Regions from separate parts of the Pan troglodytes genome. Here region 2 is linked to region 1. The links are chromatin contacts, called in public Hi-C maps. All regions are on one chromosome and are shown on one strand. The core of a region is the stretch at or near the end of the contact, and the rest is flanking DNA. Distances in the headings are between cores, read along the strand shown. Region 1 holds the start of SALL3 (spalt like transcription factor 3). Region 2 overlaps ATP9B (ATPase phospholipid transporting 9B (putative)).

Region 1 (7,359 bases), core at 2,498-4,997:
AGCCATATACTTCTAAGTTGGCAGAAAAAAAAACACACTTTGAAGCAATTAGTGCTAACAAACAAAATACAGGATGGTAAATGGTTTTAAATTATAATACCCTTTTGTTCCTTCTTAAATACATATTTTCTAACAACAACAAAATACATCTTTCTTAAATTATATTTTATACAATAAAGAATAGCAGTATTGTATCTTTTAAAGTTCTTAGTGGGCATATAACTGTCATTGAAAGTTTTAATTAATTTTTCTTAGAACAAAAATATTCAGCTGGCTCACAGGATTACTAGTGGCGCAAAGTTCACTGGATCCTAAAGCTGCAGCGCCTTTCTTCTAAAATAGGAATGAGATCATTTGCAAGTAAGTAATTTTAAAAAACAATTTCTGTTAGGAATGTCTCAATGACTTATTTTTTTTTTTAACAAAAGCATGACTTTAGAACTTTACATAAATTATCCTTACTTTTTCTCATTCTAGACACGTCATGTTTCATTCCTGTAGTGGTAAGGTCTGGGTAGCACCAGTTATTTTTGTATAGAATCTTTTCATTGCTTCAAAAATAAATCATAATTCTTTTTTAAGAGATACAGGCTTTGTGCTGTAAATTACTGTGAGTGCATCTCTGTCCCCCATTATACTAAACATTTTTGCATAGAATATTTGTTCTGCAGGACATTATCAGTAGCTTTCTATTTTACTGCATGTAGATGGACCTGCTGCTTTAATTAATATGTCACTCCCCGAGTGATACAAAGGAATTATTTACCTCGTTTCTAAAACACAAAACTAACTCAGCTCACTTGCAACTTCCGGCACGGTCTGTTTATTTCCATTGCATTTAACAAAATTAAAATTTTGAGGAGATCTGACTCAGGTTGGAGTAATTTGGTTTCCACACCCATTTATCTTTTTAAAATTTTTACTTAGTTATCTTAGGAACGATGCTGAGTGCGACCGAGTAATAGACAAATGGGGCATTCCTTGACTTAACACGGAACAGAGTGTCTGTTACGCTCCTTGAACAAGCTGCTTCGAATATAATTAAATGAGAAAGAACTTAAAAAAAATAGTTTGCCTAAACTCTCTCAAACAAGCATGGAAGCTGCTCGACCAAGACACAGCCCCACACAGGGTATTTTGGGCCTGTTGCAAAATATGACCAGGAACTGTGGCAACGTCTGGATTACAACTCTGGATGCTGTGAAAAACACAGGCTTGACAAGAACTTTAATTCCACCACGGGTAAAAAACCTGAATATTTTGCATCTCTAAATAAATTCGAGCAGCAACAAGAGGGATTCAAAGTAGAACTTGTGAATAATTTATCCCATCTTAGGCTTTCAAATATAGGCGATATAGCCCTCCACATGTTTACACTATTAAGTTCAGCATGCTCACATTTCTGAAGTGAAATTAAAAATGAATAGCAGTGCCTCAGCTTGTTAATTGTTAAATACCAGGGGGTTTACTCTATTAATTAAAATATGCTTTAATAAAAGGAGACATCGCACATTTTGATACCGACCCTACAAAGCTGAGAAGTATTTACATTGTTGCATTTTGGGGCGGCTGTGAAAGCCGACTTTAAGCCATTCAGGAGCCACAATAATAAAGCTTTAAAATTCCTCACTGGGACGCAATGTAGTTCTTTTGAAGGAAAGACTGTCTTTCTCATTCGGCAGAAATAAATCCATTCATTTGATCATGTAGTCATTGAGGGCGATACAAAACAAACCAAGTGTGAGAAATTCTATGTGATGAAGTAAACAAAACAAAAAAAAATCCATTTCCATGACAAAAAGATTCTTTGTCCTTAATCTACCCACCATATGCAAGCGTTTCTTTTTAGCATATCGCCTGTTCTCATCTTGGCTGACTTGGCTACACAGATAAGACTCCCTTACCTCCACCGCAACAAAAAGACCCCAGCGAGCTCACTAATTTTATTTAATTCATTAATTCTCCAGCCGCGTCGTAAGCATGCTCTCTCGTTCTCATCCGACATGGGTGTCTACCTGCTTTGTCAAACTTTACTCCACTGTGCGGGAAACTCTTCCGCCCCGTTTCCTTTTCGCAGACAGTCTCATTCTCAGAGTAAAAAGATCACCATCTGCCTCCAACAACTTGTAATAGGTCAATCATAAAAGTTGACCTGCCTGTTTTTTTAAGGAGCAAATTATTTTACTGCGAGCTGTGCTGCGGGCTCGGGGTCGTGGGGTCGCCCCTCCTCGGCCCTCTTTCCTGGCGCCCTGGGGGCCCCGCGGGGCGCGCCGAAGCCTGGGCGCCGCAGGCCGAGGTCTTAACTCGACGAAGGGGGTGGGGGCGCCCCAAACTTTGCGGGGCTAAGGCGCCACTCTGGGAAGTCCAGCCCTTCGCCAGTCTCTTAACTTTCGCGGCGCCTGCCCTTTGCTCTTGGATGTTTCGAAGAGGACGCTCCTACCAGCGAAATGACTGCAAAGGCGAGTCTCCAGCGCCCGGCCTCGGCGGATCCAAAAAGACGGGAGAAAAAAGGCCCGCGCAGACGCTGCAATGAACGCCCCGGAAACACGCCGGGGTTCTGCCGCGAGCAGGGGCCAGGCCCAGGCCGCCGCCGCTGCGCTCACCCCCAGCTTAATTCCCCAGGCGGCCATTAGGCAGAGCCAAGCCCCCGACCTTCTCCTCGCCTCGCAAGGGATCACAGGCTGCGTTAACGCGCTGGGACACCGCGGGTCACCCGAGGCGGTGCGGGAGCCCGGGAGGGGGCGCGGGTCCCCGAACAAAGCTGGCCGGGCGGCGGGGTCCCCAACCCGCGTCCAGCGGTAGGTGGGCTGCGGTCGCCTTCTCTGCCGCCGCGCTCGCCCCGGGGTCGCCGAGGCCGGCCTCAGCGTCCTGGCGCAGAGACCCTGGGGGGCGGCGCGGCGGCGGAGGCACCGTGGACTCCCTCCCGCCCCGGCCTCCGAGCCGTCCTCGAGCCGGCCGCGGCCTCGGCGCCCTTCGCGGGTAGCTCCCCGACTCCGAGGAGAGGAGCCAAGTTTACTTCGCCCACAACTCTCTCCGCGGCCGCGCGCGCTCCGGCGAAGTACCCGGGTCCCCGCGGCCGGCCTGGCGCGGGGCGGACACTTGCTCGCAGGAAGCAGGGAACTTTCTCCCGCTCCCGGACGCGCGCATCCGCTCCCACCGCACGCGCTTCCCCAGCCCGGATGGGCAGCCCCAGACCCCCCCGGCCACCCCGCAGCCCCGGCCCTCACCGTGCTCGGGAGCCCCGTCAGGCGGCAGCAGCTCCTCGTCCGACTTGAGGTGCTGGGGCTTGGCCTGCTTGCGCCGAGACATGCTGCTAGCGGCGCTCAGGCCCCGCGCGGGGCAGCGGCATCAGCGGGGCGGCCGGCGGGGACGGCGCGGGGCGGGCGTGGGGCGCGGGGCGGCGGCGGCTGCGCGGGCCGCGCATGGGGCTGAGCAATTAGGCTGGTGAATAATGCATGGCCATTAGCGGAGGGCCGCGCCGATTGGCCGGGCTCCAGCGGACTCCGGCGGCCTATGCAAATGAGGCCGCGCTCGCAATTAGCGGCCGCGCCGACGAGGAGGGGGCCGCGGCGCCTCGGGACCGGGGCGCGCGCTGCCCGGCGCCGCCTCACATCGCGGGCTCCGGCGCCGCGCTCCTCGGCCGCCCCGGGTGCGGCGTGGGCCGCGGTGGCCGTCCCTCCGCAGGGCGCAGGCAGCAAACTTTGGCGGCGTCCGCGCGGCACCGTCTCCGCCGGCGCGCCGGGCTCGCCCCTTTATAGAGTGTCTGCGCCGCCGCCCGCGCCCCCCCCGCCGCCGCCGCCGGGCGGCCCCTCCCGGAGCGAGCGGCCGCGGGCAGGGCTCCGACCCAGCGCCTTTGTCTCGCCCGGGCCGCTCGGGCGCCGCGCCTCCTGTTCCGGGCGCGCGGGGTCGGCCGGCCGCCTTCGCTGCTCCGCCGCGGCTCTCAGCGCCGCTCAGCGCGGCGGGCCCGCTCGGGCTCAGGTGCCCCCCGCTCTCCGGACCTTCTCGCCCGGCCCCGCGTCCCCTCCGCGGGCTTCCCCCGGCGGCCGGCCGGGCTCGGAGGCTCGCGGCCGGAGCGGAGCGGAGTGCGCACGCCGGGGTGGCAGGACTTCGGCAAGACCAACTTTCCGGTTCGGAAGCGGCGCGGGCCGCGCGGCTCCTCCCCTCCCCTCCCTCCCCTGCGTTCCCCCTCCCTTCCACTCCCCCCTCTCCCCGCCCCCCAACCCGCGGGCCCCACCGACTCCGGAGCGCCCGCCCCGCCCGCTGCCGCCACCGGGGCCGCCTCGCCCCCGCGCCAGCCCGCCTGGGCCTCTGCGCCGCCGGCGGCTTCTTAAATACAGGAAAGGGAGGGGACCGCAGGGCCCCGGTGTTCCCCACCCTAGTCCCCCTTCACCACGGGCCACCGGGCGCCAGCGGAGTGGGCAGCGAGCGCGACCGAAAGTTCCAACTCCACCAAACTCCCGCGCGCGGCCCACCCTGTTCCCGGGATTTCGGGGATGACACGGGGGCCAGGTGAGGGGGCTGCGCACTTTTGGATCGGCCCCACACACTCGGGCAGCTGGCGCGGCGCGCTCCCCGCACACGCGCCCGCCCCCTCTCCCGCGGTCGCACGCACGCGCCCGCGCCCTCGCCCTCGCCCCGCGCGCACAGGCGCGTACTCCCACCCGCGGCCGTGCACCCGCCGCGCTCCCTCCCGCGCGTGTCCTCTCTCCCCGAGCGGCCGCCAGGATGTGCCCCCGGCCCCGTCGTCGCCGCGCCCGCGCCCCTCGCCCCAGTACGTCTTTTTTCGTTTCCTAAATTTCTTATTTTTGTCCTTGCAAGTGGCCCTGTCTGGTGTGAACCGTCAGCACAGATGGCCTCCTGGAGCTTCCCCGAGTCGTTCGCTGGGGGAAGCGGGCGGTGAGCGGCCGGCCCGGGCGCTCCGCAGGCCGCGAGCTCCTGGCAGGGCTGGTGGCGGGGGTCCGCCTGGGGGAGGAATCCCCGCCTGCTCCATCGGACCCGGCCTGGCGCGGCTCGCGGCGCTCGGCGGGCTCCCTTCCATTCTAGAATCTTCCCGCTTGCTTCCCAGCCCGCGTTCTTCCGCCTGCCTTTAATTGTGTAAGTTTGACGAAGTCAGAGCTTTGGGTTCCAGGAAAAGCGCAGGAGAGTCATAGAGGAAGGGAGGGCGCAGGTTGGAGTCAGGTCCAAACAGCCCCTATCGCCACTTTTGGAAAAAAAAAAAAAAACCCTTAAGGTTGGTTTTATTTTGCCTTTTGGTAGCGGGCGTATTCATTTGGATTTTTTTTTCAAGACAGGCAAATAAAAGATGTTTGAAATCTCTAGTTATCCCGTTTAACACACCCATCGATGGCGCTTTTCTAGTTAAGCTACGGGGGAAACGTCTTTATCCCACAGTTAGGCTGCGAACTTGTGCCGATGCTCAGGCTTTGTGGAGACGCTCCGGCATCTGGCGCAGAGGCGCCCGGCGGGGAAAAGTTTGCAGCCCGGGCTTTGGGGCACGCGGGGGGCAGGAATTTTTCTGAGAAAAGAGGGGCATAGAGAGGCGGCGAGGGTGGGGAGAGAAAAAAGGAACGCAGCGGGGAGGGGGAAAAGCAGCTTGCAGGATGGGAGTTTCTTGCAGAATTTACAGGACTAAGGAGTTTGGGGAAGTCGCAGAGCCGCAGCGGAAAGGCAGGGGTCTGAGACTACTTTTGAGAAGAGAAACAACGCAAAACGATCGCTGGAGGGCCAGAGCCCTGATCGAAGGTGCCCTAGCTTTTATGACCTGGTTAATTGTGTCTCCTTTTTATTTTAATTTTTTTCCTTACCACCACTACTACTACTACTACTTTTATTTTTTTTTTTAACCGACACACTTTGGAGAGAAGAAGCAGACACAGGTTCCCACGGCGTCTGACGCCTGCGGAGCAAGTCCAGAGCCAGCTGGACTCGCAGCCTCTGGCCCGGCGGCACCAACTCCATACTGGGTCATTTTGAGCGCGCTGTGCCCACCTTTTCTGTTGCGTAAGGCCCGCTCCCCCTGTCCCGCAACCCTCTCTCCAACAAACCGGCACGATGTCTTTAGGTCTTTCTGGGGCTTCCAAATGCAACTGTTTAATTTCATCGATCTGTTTTGCATTTCCTACAAGGTGTGGACGTGGGGAGGATCTTCTAAGTCCCTCCAACGAAGGCAAGTGTGAGACTCTGGCCCTTTATTTGTAAGAAGCAAGCCTTCAGATTGCAGAAGTGTCGCGCGGGTCGCCATGCGTTGCGCGAGTGGGAAGATGGAGGAGGCCGGCACGCTGCTTTCGTGGACGCAAGTGAACCGGCCGTGAAGGCAGAGTGCGAGCTCTGCCCTTGGCCCAGCCCTGCGTGGGCGCCGTCCCAGATTCCGGGCGGTGCGGGGTGCAGAGATCTGGAGAGAGTTGCGGGGTGCAGAGATCTGGAGAGACTTGCGGGCTCCCCAGCGCAGGCTGCTCTGGGATTTCGTTGGAAGATCCGGCAGAGCCTTGGAGGAGAGGGCCCGGGAGGCTGTGTGTGCAGCGGAAACTTGTACGAATGCCCCCACAGCGGAAATGGTGCGCACGAGTAATTTCTGCGGTGCACCCTTTTAAAAATTGACAAGTGAACAAGATCAATTTTTTAAGAAAGCAAAGGTAGAAAACAAAAGGCGTGCGACTTCTTGACTGGCTTGTTCCCGCCTTTCTTCCTTCTCTATACTCAGATCAGAAACTTTAATTGCTCTTATTCAGTGCGACAACTTTTAATAAAAGCATTTGCATTTTAAGCCTGAGTTGCAACCATAGATTTGTTGCGAAGTGACAACGTGTCTATGGAATATTTTCGCAGATGAGACAGGACATGCGCTCTAGTCGTGCCCAGATTAAAGGGACGCTGGTCCATGTGCCTGTGTAGTGCAGACTCGGAGGGGCACACACATACTCGTCATCACATGACCACTGTCTATTAATATTGTCATACCTAAACACTCGCAAAAACAAAAGTTGCTTTTCTTCCCTGTAATTAAATCTAATTTGTTAATTGTCTTTCCTCTTGCAATGTTGTTTTCATCTTGAGAGGTGACACATTATTATTTTGTCTGTCTAATATTATTTACAAATTAATGCTGTATATTTTACATTAGTGAAACATATAATTAGGTGTTTGGTTCAATCGGTATCACTCAGATAAAACAAAGCCTATCTGCAAGATTGATTGGAAGTGGAATAGTTGGTTCTAATTTACCATCACAGTCACAGTTTATTGAAGCTACCTGGCCCCAGATTCACAGAAGCTAGTTTTACCTAAGGTGCATTTGATGCTTTGTTTACAAGTGTTTATTTTCCCCAACCACTTAATGCAAAAACAACAACAACAACAACA
Region 2 (7,359 bases), core at 1,244-3,743, 260 kb before region 1:
CAAATCCATTTAGCTCCTCTTTAATTTATGTACCAAGTTTTAAATAGCTAATGGCTCTCAGTAAAATAATGGTTTATACCAACAATAAAGGGTAAATACGGTATTCTCCTGCTTAATCAAGAAAAGATCAGGCTTTTTTTTTTTTTTAAATGAATGCTCGGACGAGTGAGAATCAGACCTTATCTCCATGACACAGCAACACTTCAAACCATCTCAAAATTAAAACTCACATCATACTACTAAGTTCCTAAGCAATCAATGTACACGGCAAATTGGAGCAGACGTCGAATGCTGTAAAGTCTCAGGCCCTATCCATGATTCAACAAAGTGCCCGTGCAACACTTATTGCTGATGATGTCACCCTGGGTGAACAGGATGTCGGCATCCAAACACTCTCACCCATCTTTTAAAACTCACGCGTACTTACCCCTTACAAAGAAGTAGTTTAGAATAGTAAAATGCAAAACTTCAAAGAGCCAATTTAAACTCTTGCAGAAAACTAAATTATTTTACTTTGTCCTGTAGTTTCCCTGTGAATATAGGACAATTTGAAAAGCCTCGACTCTGACACCCAATTCATTCATGCTACTCTGCACCAGCAGAGAAGAACAGCTTTGTACATGGCTGACTACGTACGGAAAAACACAACTGTTAACACTGCTTGTCTTTCATCAGCTGAACTATTTGTGGATCAGTTCTTCATTTCGAATTTGGACCCTGACTACAAAATTGATATAGGGCTATGCATTAACCTAACTGAAATTCCTATAAAAAGCATATTCTTTTAAGTATCTTTGAAACAAATAAGCCCTGTATTTTCCACTGCTAGTAGAATCTTAAGAGACAAGAAAAAAATAAGTAATTTTCAGACCTTCATTTGTGTTTCTGCATTTCAAATAAATGAAACTCATGCACTAAATCTAAGTACTAAATTTTAGAGCAACAACTTTTTCCATTACGAAGTTTAAATTAAAAGTATTAGTTTTTAAAAAGTGATGCTACATAGTCTTTTTCCTTCTGAAGTTTATTATTCTTTTTTGGATATGAACTACTAAGCCTTAAGTGTGTGTAGTACATGCAGGCTGACCGCACACTATAGATGTGGCTGAGCCATTATCGTTTATCGCCTCAGTGATCTGCGAAATAAGAAGGGTTTCTTTTGGCCATTATAGTCTGTTGGCTCAATAATCTGTGCTTTAAGAATTCCCTAAATAAGTATCAGCACAACAATTCTTAATGTTACAATTTATCACCTTAGTTCTTAAAAATCAAAACCTGTATTTATACAATAGACAATTTAAAGTCTATTCTGAAAGAATTATTTCATAACCTACATGTTTGCCTACCAAGAAATTTAACATTTTGCCTATTCTATACTCAGAATTTAAGCTTTTTCCCTTGCTTGCTATATAGTTATTATATAAAATGTTTTCCCTTGAACATTAACATAAAAAAGTACTATATTTTTTGTATAAATAAGAAAAGTATTAATGCAAGAATCAGCTACTAAACAGGGAAGCAAAACCACTTTTGAAACCAACATATGACACGTAATTAAGAGACAAGGGAGTTCAAAGTAAACCCTCACACCTAGTTTACACAAACTGGAGCTACCCAACTTTTGATGTTACAGACTATGCATATTGATTGTCACTCTGTCCGCCGACCTATATAAACATGTTTTTAAGGATAAAATTATTACTAAAATTTGCAAGCATATTACCTGCTAAGTTTGAAGGGGGCTTCATGAGTGCAGAATGAGGTTATTTTCTCAAACTGCTGGACTCCTAGATCGCTTGAGAAATGTCGATACTGGCTCTAGCATTTCCTAGGACACGTATCCACTCACCAGAATTTTTTATAATTGTCCATAATGTCAGAAAGTAGCATCATCTCTGAACACATGTATACACATACACACATCTCATGCTCGCCCTTACAAAACTCATGCTGACTGTCTACGTTCATACAGGACAACTGGATTCCATCTGTTAGTGTGTGGCAGCCTTTACTGATATATTAGAACCTTCGCAAAGTAAATCAATATATGAAAGGTCAGCACATGCAAAGCAACACAGTGGCTGGAAGGTAAGTAGTAAGTTAAAACTTTTATTTTTAGTATTATAAATTCTTTCAAATGTTCTCAACTTGTGATACATCAAAGCCATATTTAAAACAAAAATAAGCATGTGATAACATGCAAAATGATCCAGAAACTATCTGGAAATTTAATTTTTGCTCTACGTATAGAAATTACGTTAAAAATCCAGCACTGAATATTAAGATAAGCCTATCCATTTTCTAATGTACATCATTCCTAATCTTATTTTACAATCACCACATTGTTTAACTGAAAATCAGGAGGAGGAGGAGGCTGAAGTGTAGGAGTCACTCCACTGCCGATCACCGCTGCGGTGCTCACGTCTGTCTCAGAGTCATCTGTCTCCGAGTCGTACTCACACCTCCCATAGGCGGCTGGGAGGGGAAGCCAGGGAGCGCGGGGAGTGCGGGGCGCGGCCAGCAGGGGGAGCGCGAGGCCGGCGCGCGTCCTGATCCCTGCAGTCCCGCTCTCTGGAAAGCGCCAGCCATTTCTAACCCAACCAGTCCAGCACATCACATACACTCACTCATTTATTTATTTCTGACAAAAAGCGTTACCCTAAATTTATGTTTTGTCACGCAGAATGCTGGCCAGAATCTACATACTTGAACATCCTGGATTATGGGGGGTAGGAAGGGGGCCCTGAATAAAAATCTGGCATCTCATAAGATGCCCTAATTTCAAGACAGGACCTCGGAAATGCTGTGCACAGTCAGTAGGGCGGTGCCCTCCTCAGTCAGTAGGGCGGTGCCCTCCTCAGTCAGTAGGGCGGTGCCCTCCTCAGAGTCAGTAGGGCGGTGCCCTCCTCACAGTCAGTAGGGCGGTGCCCTCCTCACAGTCAGTAGGGCGGTGCCCTCCGCACAGTCAGTAGGGCGGTGCCCTCCTCAGTCAGTAGGGCGGTGCCCTCCGCACAGTCAGTAGGGCGGTGCCCTCCTCACAGTCAGTAGGGCGGTGCCCTCCTCAGTCAGTAGGGCGGTGCCCTCCGCACAGTCAGTAGGGCGGTGCCCTCCTCAGTCAGTAGGGCGGTGCCCTCCTCACAGTCAGTAGGGCGGTGCCCTCCTCAGTCAGTAGGGCGGTGCCCTCCGCACAGTCAGTAGGGCGGTGCCCTCCTCAGTCAGTAGGGCGGTGCCCTCCTCAGTCAGTAAGGCGGTGCCCTCCTCACAGTCAGTAGGGCGGTGCCCTCCTCAGTCAGTAGGGCGGTGCCCTCCGCACAGTCAGTAGGGCGGTGCCCTCCTCAGTCAGTAGGGCGGTGCCCTCCTCACAGTCAGTAGGGCGGTGCCCTCCTCAGTCAGTAGGGCGGTGCCCTCCGCACAGTCAGTAGGGTGGTGCCCTCCTCAGTCAGTAGGTTGGTGCCCTCCTAAGGTTTCAGAGCTAAAAACTAAGTTGATAACATTGTAACAACAGCTTCCTTAATGATTTCAAGATCCTGAACATATTTACTGTTTTTTTTGTCTTAATGTAGGAAGGCATCAATTTTAAATGGTTTTGCCAAGACCAGCCACCAATTTAAAATAATTCCTTCAATAACGTAAGCTACCCACTAACACCAGAAACCTCAACATGCAACATCATTCATAGAAGTGGCATTTGGTTTTCAGTCTAATACACAGTTTATTTGGGTAATTTTATATTTATTTTAACAAATATTTTACAAAGAGCATGAACCTATTCTCTAACCCTTACTATCTAAACACACAATACCCAGGACTTTAGGGGGGTTATAAAGCTCTCATTGTATTTTACAGACAAGCCAGCAAGCTCTGCAGGAACTCCAAGAAGAGCAGATCCTGACAGTGGGGGGTGGGAGGTCACTGGACCTCAGGGTCCCTAGGAGCCCAGGAGTTCTGACTGCTTGATGCTTCTTTACAAGGCACACACTCAAATACTTCTTGCCCCAAAGCATATAAAAAATAGATTCCATTCTAATAATAACTCTAAGTGGTACTGATATTGTAAAAGAAGGTCTCTTACTAGGAGTCATAAAACTTTAAGAGACATGGTAAGAAAGGGAAGACCATGGCTTTCTTTAAAATGATTTAAAATACAGAGCACGCATCTCCTTTCATTTTCTCAGTCTGTTTCTAATAGTACACACTGAAGAGACTATGCTCCTTACAAATCTTTCTTCTGGGAGGTATCTGCCTTTTTATTTTACCCTGAATGTAGCAAGTCTTTATTTTAAATATCTCAGGGTAGGGTAGAAACACTCTTAAAATATACTTTTAAATATTCATTACAGTATAATTTACAAAATATGTTGCTGAACAAAAAATCTTGTGTAGTACTAAAATGTCATCAGATTCTATTAAAAACTCATGAAGAAAATTACTAAATATGTGGTCAGGGCTTCTAATGTCACAGTATTCCAAAATTCCCAAGCACAAGGTCTGTCTTTCCTTCAAAGAGCTTTGAACTCTTTTCAAGGAGCTTAAAAAAAAATTAGTTGATGCGTTTCTAGTGTTCAGAATGTGAGATATTGAAGAAATTATTCCAGTAAGTACCTTGGAAATGTTGGGCCATAGATGGTGGGAAAAGGCTGGGATTCAGAAGAGAAAAATAGATGGGACCATTCCTTTCCACAAGCAAAGTGAGTCCTTGCAAATATAGGTGCACAGGAGGGCAGGGGGGTGGCCCAGCAGACAGGCACCAGCCTAGCCCTCCTTCCATGGAGCCTGCCTGGAACATGGCCATGAAAACTGTGTTTTTAAAGAAACTGCGGAGAACAGAGGGGGCGGGGGGGGGGGGGGGGAGGGTTGTGGGGAGACTACTTTCCACCTGCTTATTTCTCTTATAAAATTTTAGAAAAGAGAATGGTTAAATGATTATTAGTAAACAAGATCACTAATTTTATAATTAAAACTTTAATTTCCAACCTAGATTATCTTTATTAAGAGGTAATGATACAGATTAGTTTCTACAGTAAAGTGAGAAATTTCTTCAGTAATTAATTTCAAAATGTTGGCATCCGAATTCTTGCTTTGGCATGCCAACAAGTATAACATATTTAATGGTTTGTGCAAGGGAATTTACTAAACAGTATCAGTGAAAAATATTTTTATGTAAGATTCCAGAAAGTCTGGTTTCATTAAGGCCACTTGAAATACTAAACATAGCATTTGAAGTTGCTAATTGTTCTTCTAACAGTATCTTAGAAACCACCACAAAATGACAATGATCAGGAAAATTCCTTAATGCTTAAGTGCTCAACTGTGGTCCAGCTGACTTCAGCATGTTTCCACCACCTTGATAACCTACATACAGGTGTATCAGAATCAGCACAGAAGACATGTTACAGGACCTAGTCAAGGACACAAGGCTGTCACTGTCAAGTAACATGTCACACTCTCCTTCTGTGTTTCTTGGCTTATTGTGTAAATATGTGGGGATTTATAAGCCACTGGAAGATCTCCATCCCATTCTCCAGATATCTGGCACCTACCACTATGTAAAACTACTCAACACTATTTTTAAATCAAGAGCCATTAGCTGTCTTGACAAGACGTATGACTAAAATATTTGCTGATCAGAACTACAATCAGTATTCTATTTCATTCCCCTTGCAATTAAATGCATATTCACCTATTTATAATTATATTAAAAACATGAGGATATATAAAATGCTGACCAATGTCTGAAACACCTCAGAATTACTATCATCGTGAACAAAGTCACTAGGTTCTGTACATTTTCTGTTCCGCCCACACATCTGCTTAACTAGCTATTAACCAGAAGCTAATAATAGGTAAATGTTTTAATTTTTAAGGCAGAATAGCAGAATTGCAGACATAGAATAGCAAAGAAAGAGAAAGAAGAATGAAGGATAGTTATAGCAGTCTAATAGCTAACTTTGAATTACATCGTTTTCAGAAATCCATGGTTGTTAGGATTTGTATTCTTTTGTAAGGAAAATGAACTTTGGCAGATTTGCTGAGAATTTTAAATGATAAAGGTAATATGGTTAAATAAACTTTTCATCTTGCATAATCACCCTTTATTATTAAAACTGTCTAAGAGGTTTATTACTGGTATCTTGGCAAAATGCAACATTATTTTAAACCATCTAAAATTTTTGTGTTACTTTATGTCTTCAGAGACACTTTATGAGCCATTTCATACTTAATGGCTTGTAAGCAATCCCAAGAGTTGAGAATTGTGTGAAAAGTTGCTCAGATTGACAGATAAAGTAAAAAGGTCTGTATTAATTTCCAAATAAAGAAATGCATGGCGTGGTATCACACGATGATTATACTCCAAAGTACCAATTAGAACGCATCAGAAACTAGAGCAAGTTGACACTCTACAATAAAGCAAATAATTTCCAGTTGGAGGGGCAGAAAATGTTAATATGCAATGTTCAAGACTACAAGAATCTTTGTAAAAGGAAGTAGCTAATAAGGTTTAATGATGCATGTCAGGAAGCCACAGTATGTAGGGAAACACAGCTGGCTTCATTTTGTAAACTATTTGATATACACATCTTTCTCGTTTGCGGTTATCAGCTGTGCAGTGCCACGGGGGACAGTTTAGACTTCAAATCAGGATATTCTTCTTGTTCTCTAAATTACAAGTAAAATACATTAATATAATATGGTGCTATAGGCTAGTGCCCTGACTATGGCTTATCAGTTTACGAAAGAGGATTAAAGAAGTCTTCTGTAAAATGTTGTGGAAACAATCTTGCCAGCCTAAACAGGCTACTAAGAATGAGAACCATTAAAACAAATCATAAAACAGACAAAACGCTTGGATTTAGCTAATTAATAACCCTCGCAAAATGGTCACCATTTTTCATACCTCAGGCATTAAAATAAAAACTGGCTGAAAATGCTCCTGCATGAGACCACAGGCCTACGGCGGTGCTCCCTCTCCTGCACACACAGGTGGGCCCAAGGAGGGGCCCGCTCTAAAGGCAGCAGCATCCCAGTGCTGAGGGACTCCAAAGTGCAGGTGACAGCAATTAGCAGCAGATGACAGCAGCCCTTGAATCTGTGCCAGATGGCAGCGAAGGGTCACTGGGAGCCATCAACCTTCCACAAGGAAGCCCTTGTGTTTGGCGACTATCAAACGCTAAAGCTCTTAGAAACAAACTAATTATTCAGCCAGCAGAAGACAACTGCTAGGTCACAACACTAATATCAGAATACCGTTAAAGCACTTAGAGTGCACTTATTCTAAATGTAATTACACATATTAGCTGTTAAAAACAGGCATGCTGCATAATGACGAAAAGGTTGCCCTAAACTCAAGGAGCTAAAATT

What was found. A called contact is a pair of places that touch in the nucleus more often than the background predicts.
Region 2: a contact with region 1 is called in a Hi-C map of stem cell-derived neural progenitor cells, with 2.3 times the contacts expected there. The contact joins the enhancer-like site here to the promoter of SALL3 in region 1. A contact is called at or near these places in 1 of 7 Hi-C or Micro-C datasets (stem cell-derived neural progenitor cells) and 1 of 1 datasets of contacts at active chromatin or transcription factors (stem cell-derived excitatory neurons).

The regions. Positions count from the first base shown.
Region 1 is chr17:89,049,467-89,056,825 of NHGRI_mPanTro3-v2.0_pri, reverse strand. SALL3 (spalt like transcription factor 3) reads right to left here and starts at 3,747. Exons shown (of 3, transcript XM_512182.9): 1 at 3,228-3,747. The coding sequence starts at 3,309.
Region 2 is chr17:89,309,370-89,316,728 of NHGRI_mPanTro3-v2.0_pri, reverse strand. The region is part of intron 11 of ATP9B (ATPase phospholipid transporting 9B (putative)); the gene reads right to left. Among named protein-coding and RNA genes, the nearest start is that of NFATC1, 160 kb to the left of the region's middle. Within about 2 kb of position 2,493, at least 6 of the 24 cell types and tissues checked have an H3K27ac peak or open chromatin away from gene starts, as enhancers often do. A contact at or near this core is called in stem cell-derived neural progenitor cells, where this site is marked.